Linked DNA regions of Gossypium hirsutum: region 2 is linked to region 1. The links are chromatin contacts, called in public Hi-C maps. All regions are on one chromosome and are shown on one strand. Each heading gives the region's core, a stretch centred on a gene start, on an enhancer-like site or on the middle of the called end of the contact. The rest is flanking DNA. Distances are from core to core; before and after follow the strand shown. Region 1 holds the start of LOC107936623 (putative transcription factor bHLH086). Region 2 has its middle 31 kb from the start of LOC121232113.

What was found. Hi-C and Micro-C count contacts between places; a contact is called where the count stands out from the background.
Region 2: a Hi-C map of leaf shows a contact between it and region 1, with 2.6 times the contacts expected there. The contact joins the enhancer-like site here to the promoter of LOC107936623 in region 1. A contact is called at or near these places in 5 of 34 Hi-C or Micro-C datasets (all in leaf).

Annotation. Positions count from the first base shown.
Region 1 is chrA07:11,312,081-11,317,341 of Gossypium_hirsutum_v2.1, reverse strand. LOC107936623 (putative transcription factor bHLH086) reads left to right here and starts at 2,263. Exons shown (of 5, transcript XM_016869381.2): 1 at 2,263-2,803; 2 at 2,883-2,984; 3 at 3,637-3,702; 4 at 3,817-3,882; 5 at 4,244-4,629. The coding sequence starts at 2,273. The coding sequence ends at 4,363.
Region 2 is chrA07:11,475,249-11,480,509 of Gossypium_hirsutum_v2.1, reverse strand. No RefSeq gene overlaps it. Among protein-coding and RNA genes, the nearest start is that of LOC121232113, 31 kb to the right of the region's middle. Within about 2 kb of position 3,124, at least 9 of the 9 cell types and tissues checked have an H3K27ac peak or open chromatin away from gene starts, as enhancers often do. A contact at or near this core is called in leaf, where this site is marked.

The sequences.
Region 1 (5,261 bases), core at 1,014-3,513:
CGGTGGGAGCAGAGGCGGTGGTGGATGGGACAGGGAGCAAGTGGCTGAACGGCTAGGGTTTTAGGTTTTACCTTATTTTTCTTTAATGTATTGGGCTAGGGTTTCCTTTGTAATTGGGTTTTGGGTAAAAATAGTTTGGGCTTTGTGGGTTAGAAGATAGGTTTTGGGCTAGAAAATGGTCTATTGGGTTTGGGTCTGGAGGTTATTTGGGCCCACAAATTGGGCTTGTACAAACGGAATTGTAAGAAAAGATTACGTCTAAAATCAATGCCCTCACTATTCAAATCATGTGATGATTTAGTTTGCATAATCTTTAGTGAATTCTTGTGGATGATATTCAAAGACATGCAAAGCTCTTAAAATTCATGGTACGAGGACAGCAAACAATTCTCCTAAAAACATGGAATTGCTCTTTGTGTTCATTTTTCCCCACAAGGCCAGATTTGCTTTTTATGCAATTTCCCCCTATAGACCATCCAACAAAACATGTGGAGAGGATGATTTTCATTGGGTTCACAAAAGGTACAGTTACTAATTAATAATGGATATACAAATTGAATTAACATTTCTTACATCTCATTACTTGCAATAAATGCACCGTTTCCATTACAATAGATAAAAAGGACTTCGTGTCAGCCTTATAATTAGTGTTAAAAGGTTCCGAATAATTTAAGAGTTTAAGAATTATGAATAAAAATAGGTATTGTATAAAAAATTTATTGGTTATAATAGTTAATTCGTGTTAACCAAAATTTATTTTAAAAAAAAAATTGAACTGGCCAATGTTAAGTTGATTAGGTTAGGTGAATTAAGAATTAAGTCCAAAAAAGTAAGTGGTTGATTAATTAAGTTGGCTTTTCAATTTTTTAACCTACTTATTTTATAACATAATTTCAAATTAAAATCCCAATCAACTTTAATTTGTGTTTAACCAGACGTAGGTGGAAGGAAATAAGTGGAAGATAATCGATTTAACCTACTTAATTCATTAAACTGACTTCTTTTTCTTTAGAAAGAATCAATAGAATTGGTGAATGTTAAGTCAGTTCGAATTAAAGTATGAATTAATCAACTAAATTTGATTTTAGATTTTTAACCCAACCGACTAGTGTCCCTTAATTTCTACTTAAAAAAAAACTCCAGATGTAGAAGAACAAAATCTTGAGACACTGGAACCAGATCAATGCTAAATAATCAATTAAAGTACCAGACAATAGAATAGATGGCCATGATTTGACTTACAAAGCCACCATGAAAAAACCAGTAGAAAACCCACATGCAGAAGTGAAACAACGTAGGAAGCAACCTCAAAAAGCTAAAATTTTCTTCAAGTGTATGAAGCAAATAGTTCATATAACAATAAATATGGGGGGAATCTGAGAGACGTGGGCAGGGAGAAAATTCCGCCGATCCTTATGCTGCTTTTTAATTCGATTTTCTTTTTCTACCTTTGTTTTTCCATTTAATCTTCGATCAACCTCTGCCAGCTAACAATCCCGATGCAATCATATTATATAATATTATATATATGTGTATATAATTTGCTAGTTCATTACATCTGTGAAATTGCAGCAATATTTAATACTGTGTTTCTTGTTCCCATAAGGAGAAAAAAAAAACCCAAGTATTTTCGATTCCCATCTATAGTTTAAGTATTGCATTAAAACCCATCTTAGAGAGGTTAATTCCATAAAATGTCCATAAATTATTGCTCTATTCTAAATTGGTCATTAAATTTCAAAACGTTGTAATTAAATCTTCAAAGTATTAGTATTATATTAACCAGATCATTCTGTTAGTCTAGCTGTGAATTTAGGCATATTTAATATAGGTGAATTATATTGTAAACACGTGTATTGATCACACAAACAATTTGTATCTAACATGTTAAAAAGATAATATCAATAAAAAAATAAGATTATTTCTTTTTAGTTTTTTAACACGTTAGGTTTGATTTATTTATGCAGTAGGTGCATTTTTATATACAATTTCATCCATGTACTTAAATATACTTGATGTCAAATTCGAATAGCATTTAACGTTCAAGCTAATTGTTAGATTGATGGAAAGACTTAATGTATATATTAATAATTTATAGACTTAATTAAAATATTTTAAAGTTTGGAAACTAATTCAAAATCCAAGTCATGATGGAGGATTTTTGATGAATGGACCGAAATTAATATTTAATTTATATGTTTGAATTTTTAGATATATATATAGGCATTCTAGGGAAGTTGTCATTCAACCCCTTTTTTTTTTCACTATCATAATGGCACTAGCCAAGGACCCTATTTGCTCACTTCAAACCTCAGCTTTCAATAATGGAAACTTTGATGAAGGTGGTGATGATCACTTGAAAAAGCTTGGCGGTGGTGTCAACAACTTTCCGATGACTAGCTCTTCCTCATTTTCCTCTCCGCGTAGTATTGATTCCGACAGTTTCGTATTCCGGCCACCGCATGAGGAAGTTCATTCATTGATAAACTTCAAAGGCAGTTCAATGTACGACAACTTCATTCATCAATATCATCATGGGACTAATTATGGATCTCTTCTTAGCTTTGAACAAAACGAGAAGGCTCCACGAAGCGGTACTTACTTAAAAAGAGCAAGTCACAAAGATAATTATTCTATGTGGGATCCTCGCTTGGTGGAAGATTTTAGTTGCTTTGAAACAGCTAGCAATTTTAGCTCGAAAGAGAACAATGGAGATTGGTTATACTCTGAATCAGCAATGGATGCTGACAGTATACCGGAGTTACGGTCACCAGGAGTTGCCGGCGTTAAGCGTCTGAATACGGTACCATTTCTTCTTTTCCGTTTCAATCCAAGTAATTAAAACACAATTCATATGATAAAATTGTGTGTTTTTTTTTTAGGGAGATAGCACTCAAGCTTTGAAGAAACAATGTAGCAATGAAGCTAAGAGGGCTAAATCAAAGTCCGGTCCTTCAAAGGATCCTCAAAGTATTGCAGCCAAGGTTTGCTTTACATGCATTGAAACTTGTTTTTTTAGGGTATAATTCCACTAAGAATCCCTAAACTACCCTCGAAATTCTAAATTGGTCTCAAACTCTAAAACATTCCTATCAAGTCATCTACATATTAGAGTATTGTATCAATCACGTCTTTCTATCACTTTAGTTTCTATTTAGATATTAAATGCTAATCCAAATTTGACATGGAGTACATGTAGAGCACGTGAATTAAATTATAAACACGTGTATTTACTACATGAATTCTCTAGATCTAACCGGTTAAAAAAATAGACAATACCAATAAAATTCAAGAGAATTTTTCTTCTCTTTTTAACAAGTCAATTCCAAGTTTTCCATGCAATAGGGACGCAAATGTTCATAATATGATTCACTTGTTTTAAACATATTCCATATTAGATTTGAGCTATTAATTAATATCCAAGCTAATAGTTAGGCTAACAGAAAGATATGATTGATACAATAATGATATTTTGAGTACTCAATTACAACGCATTGAAGTTCAAGGATTAATTTAAAATATAAACCATAATTTGAGGATGTCATGTTGAATTAACCCTTTTTTATTAATAGGAAAACAACCAAAATCAAGAGGGAAAATTAACTATGAGAAATTGCTTTTGATGTAAATATACAGAATCGACGTGAGAGGATCAGTGAGCGGTTGAAGATACTACAAGAACTAGTGCCTAATGGTTCCAAGGTAAGCAATTAATTATTAATTACAACTGAAACAAATATATATTTTCCCATTGTACTTATTTGTTAAAATTGGAAATTAATTATATGCATGTTTATAAATTTGTTTGCTCCACAGGTTGATCTAGTAACCATGCTGGAGAAAGCAATTAGCTATGTCAAGTTCCTTCAATTACAAGTGAAGGTGAGAGGGAGATCTTCAGCTTTCTATTCATCATATAGGGCTTATCATAAATGGCAATTTTACTCAAAAGGCTTTGTTATTTTATGATATATATGGGTGAATATACCTGATAGGTTTATTATAGGAATTTAATCAAATTAGTCTCTCTATTATTCAACGGATCAATTTTATCTTTATATTATTAAAAAGAATCAAATAAGGCTAAATTGGAATAGAATTAACATTTATTGTTTAGCAAAGTTAACATCTAAAAAATTTTATGATACTGTAAATGAAATCTTTTGTTTAGAATTGAACTGCAATTGAAAAATGATCATTTTTAAGATATTTTTATTAAGTAAATGTTAACTCTGATGGGCAGGTGTTGGCAACAGATGAATTTTGGCCAGTTCAAGGAGGGAAAGCACCTGATATTTCACAAGTTAGAGAAGCCATTGATGCTATACTCTCATCATCAAAGAAAGATATAAATTCAAGCTAAAAGCCATTTTTTTTTAATGTTACTGGTGTTTAATTAAACAAAAAAGAAAAGGAGAACTTGAGTAGATAGTATAGTAAATCATTTTTCTTTTCTTTTGAAGATCTTGTAATAGATATTTTCATTTCTTAATTATCTAATTTGAGCTAAGATTTCCAACTTATAATCTTAGTTTCATTTCACTGAAAATCTGTCTTTTTATATGTAAGGTACTAATTGTTTACATCTGAATAAATCGATAATTTGAATATTAGATTTTTTGTTACAATGAAAAATATATGTAATTTTTGAAAAAAAAAACTCTACAAGTTGGTATAAGTATCATGGAAGCTCTTGCGGTAAATTACATTTTGTCCTGTAACATCCTAAAAATTGGGTTAGAAGAATTTGAGTTATGAGATCAAGAGTAGAAATCTCTCGATCCTAAGTTTAGATTTTAGAAAATTTTGATAAGTAAATTTATTTGGTTCAGTGGTTAAGTGTTCTAGTTATGTATGTGAGGTTCTGGGTTTGAATACTATCTCTTGAAATTTTGCTACTTTTGACTAAATCCCTATCTTTGGACATGTGAGTTATAAGTTAAATTCAGTCAACTGATATTAATAATAAGTTTGTTGGTTCACTGGTTAAGCTTCTATATACCCCTTGGTTCTGTGTTTGAATCTCTGCGTGCGTAATGAGAATATTTTTATACTAATCCGTAAATCAATATAGTTTTTTTTTAATTTAGTTAATTAAGAGGTTGGTAACTCCCTTCTCTTTGTTTCTGGGACAAAAAGAAAACGTTTTTCCTTCATTTTGTTTCTTTTCTTTTTGGTTTTTCTTTACTTTCGAATTACCTTTGTTTTGCTATTGGGCGTGAATTCGTACGGGGCTCGACCTTTTCTCGTGGTTCCGTTCT
Region 2 (5,261 bases), core at 1,875-4,374, 160 kb before region 1:
GATCTAAACATTTCGGCCAAGATCGCAGGGATAGGTGAGACCCCTTTATCAAGTCGATCAAACAGGTCTGAAACTGCATTATCTACGTGTCCTAATGCCTTGGGAAAGACGACCAAACCGTAGATACTCAAAGCAAAAACATCAACCCTCTTCTTCATGTCCGGATGTGCTAGAATCAGATCTCTCAAGTTCTTCCAAGAAATACACTTACCATCTCCCTTTTGCTTGATCCGAGCTGCAACCCACTGCTCGCTCATCCCCGTGGTATTCATCAATTTTTTTACAAAGGTCGGGACGTTAGCCATTTTGGAATAGGGCTTGTCGACCTTAATCCTCGGGCAACGAAGTACGGCCATATACTCTTCCACAGTAGGTACCAAATCAACCCACCCAAAAGTGAAGCAACTATATGTGGGATTCCAGTACTGGGCAAGAGCCCGGAATAAGTGTTTGTCGACTTTCACCTCGAGTAAATAAGCTATGTCTCCATAATTGCGGTAAAACAACTGCTTGACCTTATCGTTCCAACTGTTCCATATTTCCTTCAATTCTCGCAAGTCATTTTGGGTCACACTAATGCGAGTGAAATCCTACAATTCCGATTCATATCCCTTGATCAAACTATCTCCCTTCTCTTGCTGCGTCCTTTCGGACCATACTCGGACTACCGCATTATCCTCCACTCTATCAAGAAACCTTTTTTCCATGTTAAGCTTTTCTATTTAGTAACTGAACGTGAATCAACACATTCGTATAATGTAATGCCATGCAATAACAACAAAATACAACAAGTCAGTATACAAAAATAGAATCCAAAGCAAATAGGAAATAATCAAGCACCTATTCGGATAACCACTAAGGTTTGGAGTAGTTCTACCTAGGGTTGGCTCTTAGGGCTCATTATATGCTGCTCGGTTCTAGAGTAAGGGTACCTGAACCAGCAGATTCCTCAATCTTCACCCATTATAGGCTCATATGGATTGAGTTCGGTTCAGGGGAATACATTTCCCTATGGCTACACGGAGATGAAAATCTCACGAAGACATAGGTACAGATGTATCCCGAAAGCGATCCACTATCCTACACGGAGGTGAAAACCTCATGAAGGAATAGTTTCTCACTCCCACTTAAAAAGGGAAGATCAAACGATCATGTAATGCGATATGAAAAACTATTTAAAGACTCAAACCAATGAAACATGTAATGTATCATAGACCACAAAAATAATAGATGAAGTACAAAGAAAGGATCGTATTTCGAAACCAAATTTTTTATTTTCGACAACAAGACAAAAGTTAATCAACTTGTGGCTCGACTCTTTTAGTGTTCCCTAGCGGAGTCGCCAAGCTGTCGAAACCTTTCTTTTGAAAACGAGGATCGACTTTGGTTTTGAAAACGATAAACGAAAATTGGGAGTCACCGCCAATCTTTTTGTTTAGGTGTGATCAGATCACCTAGAAATTTGGTTATTTTAATAAAACATTTTGTTTTATTAAAACAACGATTTTGGTCTACGAAATTTGAGAAAATGGGTTCGGGAGTCAGTTACGTACGAGGAAGGATTAGCACCCTCGTAACGCCCAAAATTGGTACCTAATTTATTAATTAATGTCTTAATGTCGAAATCTAAAAAAACTCGAAAAGAATTTAGAATACGATCCCTTTTTTTACGTTGATCTATACAAAGAATTTGCTTGAGTAAATCGAATTGGATTCTAAAGACCTTCTAATCCCAAAGTAATAAAATGCCACATCCAGTACTTTAGGACGCAACATTTCAGACCCTCGAGAATAAGTTGGCCTTTTGATTTTCAAAACTCATACGTTTTAATTCTTAAAGGTTATTCGGTCATTCGGATCAAACGAGAAAAATCAAAACCCAGTACGTTAGGGCACGATCTCTCGAATTTTCAAATGCAGAACATTGCCTTACTTTAAATTTTTCTTTATTTCTTAAAAATTTTATCAAACGTAAGTTCAAAATGCCATGGGTTATTTTGAAGCATAATACAAAGACAATCAATTATATGTAAACATAGTTCATGGGGAATAATAATGCAATAAAATAAAACAACTATACGAGCCAAGAATATATGATAAATAAATGATATGATAATACTAATATACTATAATAGTCATGGTAATATTAACAGACAAATTGCAATAACAATAATACATATGAATATGAATAAGTAAAGATGAAATAAATAATAATAATAATAATAAAGTAATAATGAATAAATAAATATAAGGGAAAAGATTTAAAAAATATTGAAAGTAAAGAACCAAATTAAAGGATAAATGAAATTTAAAATATAATTTGTAATAAAACATAGGTAGATAAATAAATATAAATAGTAATAACAATAATAATAATAACGATAGGTAATATAAATAATTCAGTTTCCTTTAAAAATATATATACATATATAAAAAGATAATAAATGGATAAAGGAATAAATAACAATGAAGTAAAAATGATAGATGCTGAAATGACAATAATAACAAAATTATAAATAAAATAATTAAATGAAAACAAACAAAAATTTAAAGAGGAACGAAAGGACAATGACAAATGAACACAAGGATTATAATAAAATATGAATGTATAATATACATACATATATATATATGAACAAGTAAACGAAGGAGCGAACAAATAAAATAAAAGAATAATGAACAAATGAACAAGTAAATAAATAAATTAATTAATTAATTAGAACAAAAGGACTAAGTCGGAACTTAAACAAAACTAAAAGATAAACTGAAATTTAAATTCTCAAATAATAGCGAGTGGACGAATAAATAAAAGAATCCAAACGAGAGGTTAATTTGATGCTAAAATAAAGTTAAAGAGACAAATTAAATGAAACAAATAACATAAGGGTTATAATTTGACGTATGAAAACAAGAAAGGACCAACAGGGAAATTATCCCTTGTCTTCAAAATGCCCTCGTTTCAAGCATTTAACCCTTTTAAACGGTCTAAGGACCAGAATAAAACAAAGTTAAAAGTTTGTGATGAAATTAAAAAAAATAAAAATAGGATACAACTAAATTGCGCGCATCACAAAAGCGGAGGGACTAAAGTAGATATTTTCCCTCTTAAAGGAAACGCGTGGACCCCCCTAGAGTGGGTCGGGTCGCGCACGGGCCCTCCAAACGATGCCGTTTCAGCGTTAGAAACCCAGGTGCAAAACGATACCCTTTTTGCATTATCATTTAAGCCATTTTTTTATTTGCTTCCTCTTTTCTAAAAAATTTCAGAGAATACCCCCCCATTTGCATTTTTTTTCTAGGGTTTATAGCCCTCTTTGAGCCGCCGTTAGACCATCGTGAACCCGCCGTGGATTCCACCGTAGACGGTGGTCCAAAGCCTCATGGAATCGGGTTTGTGACCCTCTTGAAGGGCGATTCGATGGTGAGGCTCCCTAGACCGAAGAAAACAAAAGAGAAAGAACCCCCTGCCTCCTCCTTGGGTCGATTCCGACGACGGGAAAGAAGACTCCAGCGACGCAAACCCGGGGTTTTGGGTAAGTTTTTCCTTTTCCTTTTTATTTATTTTTTTGTTAAAAATAAATTTAAAAGGTAGAAAAATAAATAAAAAATAAAATCGAAAGAAAAAAGAACAAGAAATTGAGATTTAAAATCAACCTTTTTTGTTTTTTGCTTTTTGATTGCTTAATCGTCTGTAAAAAAAAATACAATCTGTTCTTTCTTGGCTTTATAGCCGAAATACAATCTATTTTTTATTTTCGTTTAGGCCTCTATTTCTACTGTTTACCTTTGCGTGTTGCCTTGTCTCTGTTCCTCTTTTGGGTATGTTTGCAGGTCGGGGAAGGTCAACAAAGGGGGGCTTTCGTTTTGGTGCAACGGGACAAAGGGGAGTCGAGCCTCAGGCGTTGGACGTGCCGACGAGGCACATGGGACGTGCGGCGTTAAGGGAGACTAGGATTTCCTGCTAGCTGAGATTGGTTTAGGCATTGGGCCTATCGGGCCGGTAGGAAGTGGGTTAGGAATTTAGGTTATTTGGGTTTTTCGGGCTTGGTTTTATATTTGGGTCCTTTTAATGTGTAAATGGACTGCTGAATCTTTTTACTTATCTTGTTTTTATTGGTTTGGGCTCGGGCCGGGCAAAATGGACCTATTACAATGCCCAAGAAAAGACATCTCTTAAATTGGACTTGATAGATGACATTTTAATCTTTCAATCGGTTTTCTCTTTTTAGATTAGACTAAAGACATGTTTAGATTTATTAACATAAGATGTCTTTTCGTACTACGATCCAACCATGTAATATCGCTTAGTATTAGTTAAACATTAGACAATTAATGAGCAACATTTTCTTCCATTTTATTTTACATACAAAAACCATGTGAGGATAATTATACAAAGTATATTAATGTAATCAAGTAAATTTGTTTTATTAACCAATTTATTTCAAAAAATTACAACTACATATTGACGAAAATACTACAGTTAAAACACCAAATCCAACACTTTGTGATTGTGTTCATTTTTGAAATTGTTAAATACATGTGCATTGTTTATACTTTGTGCTTATAAAAGTACTTTACTTTTATAAATAAACAAATATTAATGTAAATATATTTTTATTTTTATTTTTTTATGTTTTTTAATAAAATAATACTATATATAATACGATTTGGATTTAGAATACAAGTAAAGCACCACTTGATTTTATGATAACATGTAAACTGATTGTTTGTCCTTGAGCAATTGTCATCATTTTCGCTACTTCAAAATACTTATTTCAGAAATTGTAACATAACAGTTGAGAAAATTATTAGTTTTTTTTTTCTAATCCATTATCATAATTAGGATATCTATGGTTAGGGTTGATTGATTGGTTGGTTGCATTTGTCTTATATGCTAAAAGATGGTTGACATTATTTTTATAGTAAAGTCCAAAACTTTGGTTTTTAAACCTATAACGACTCTATGATTTAAAGTTTTAATTACAGTAAAAAATAGCTTTAATTAAATGAGATTAGAGGAAAAAGGCATACAGAAAAAGATTTAAAAAGTTTAAATGTCTTTAAATTATTTTATTTCTTAAATAACTTTTTCATTTTTTATTGCAATTAAATGTATGTTTGATAAATCATTAAATATGTTTTAACTATTTTCAATTTAATCCTATTCGATTGATTGATCTGTTTCTATTTTTTTTGTGATAAAAAAAATTTTAAGACTTTGTTTGATTTTAAGAAACAAAAATCATTTTCGATTTTGTAAT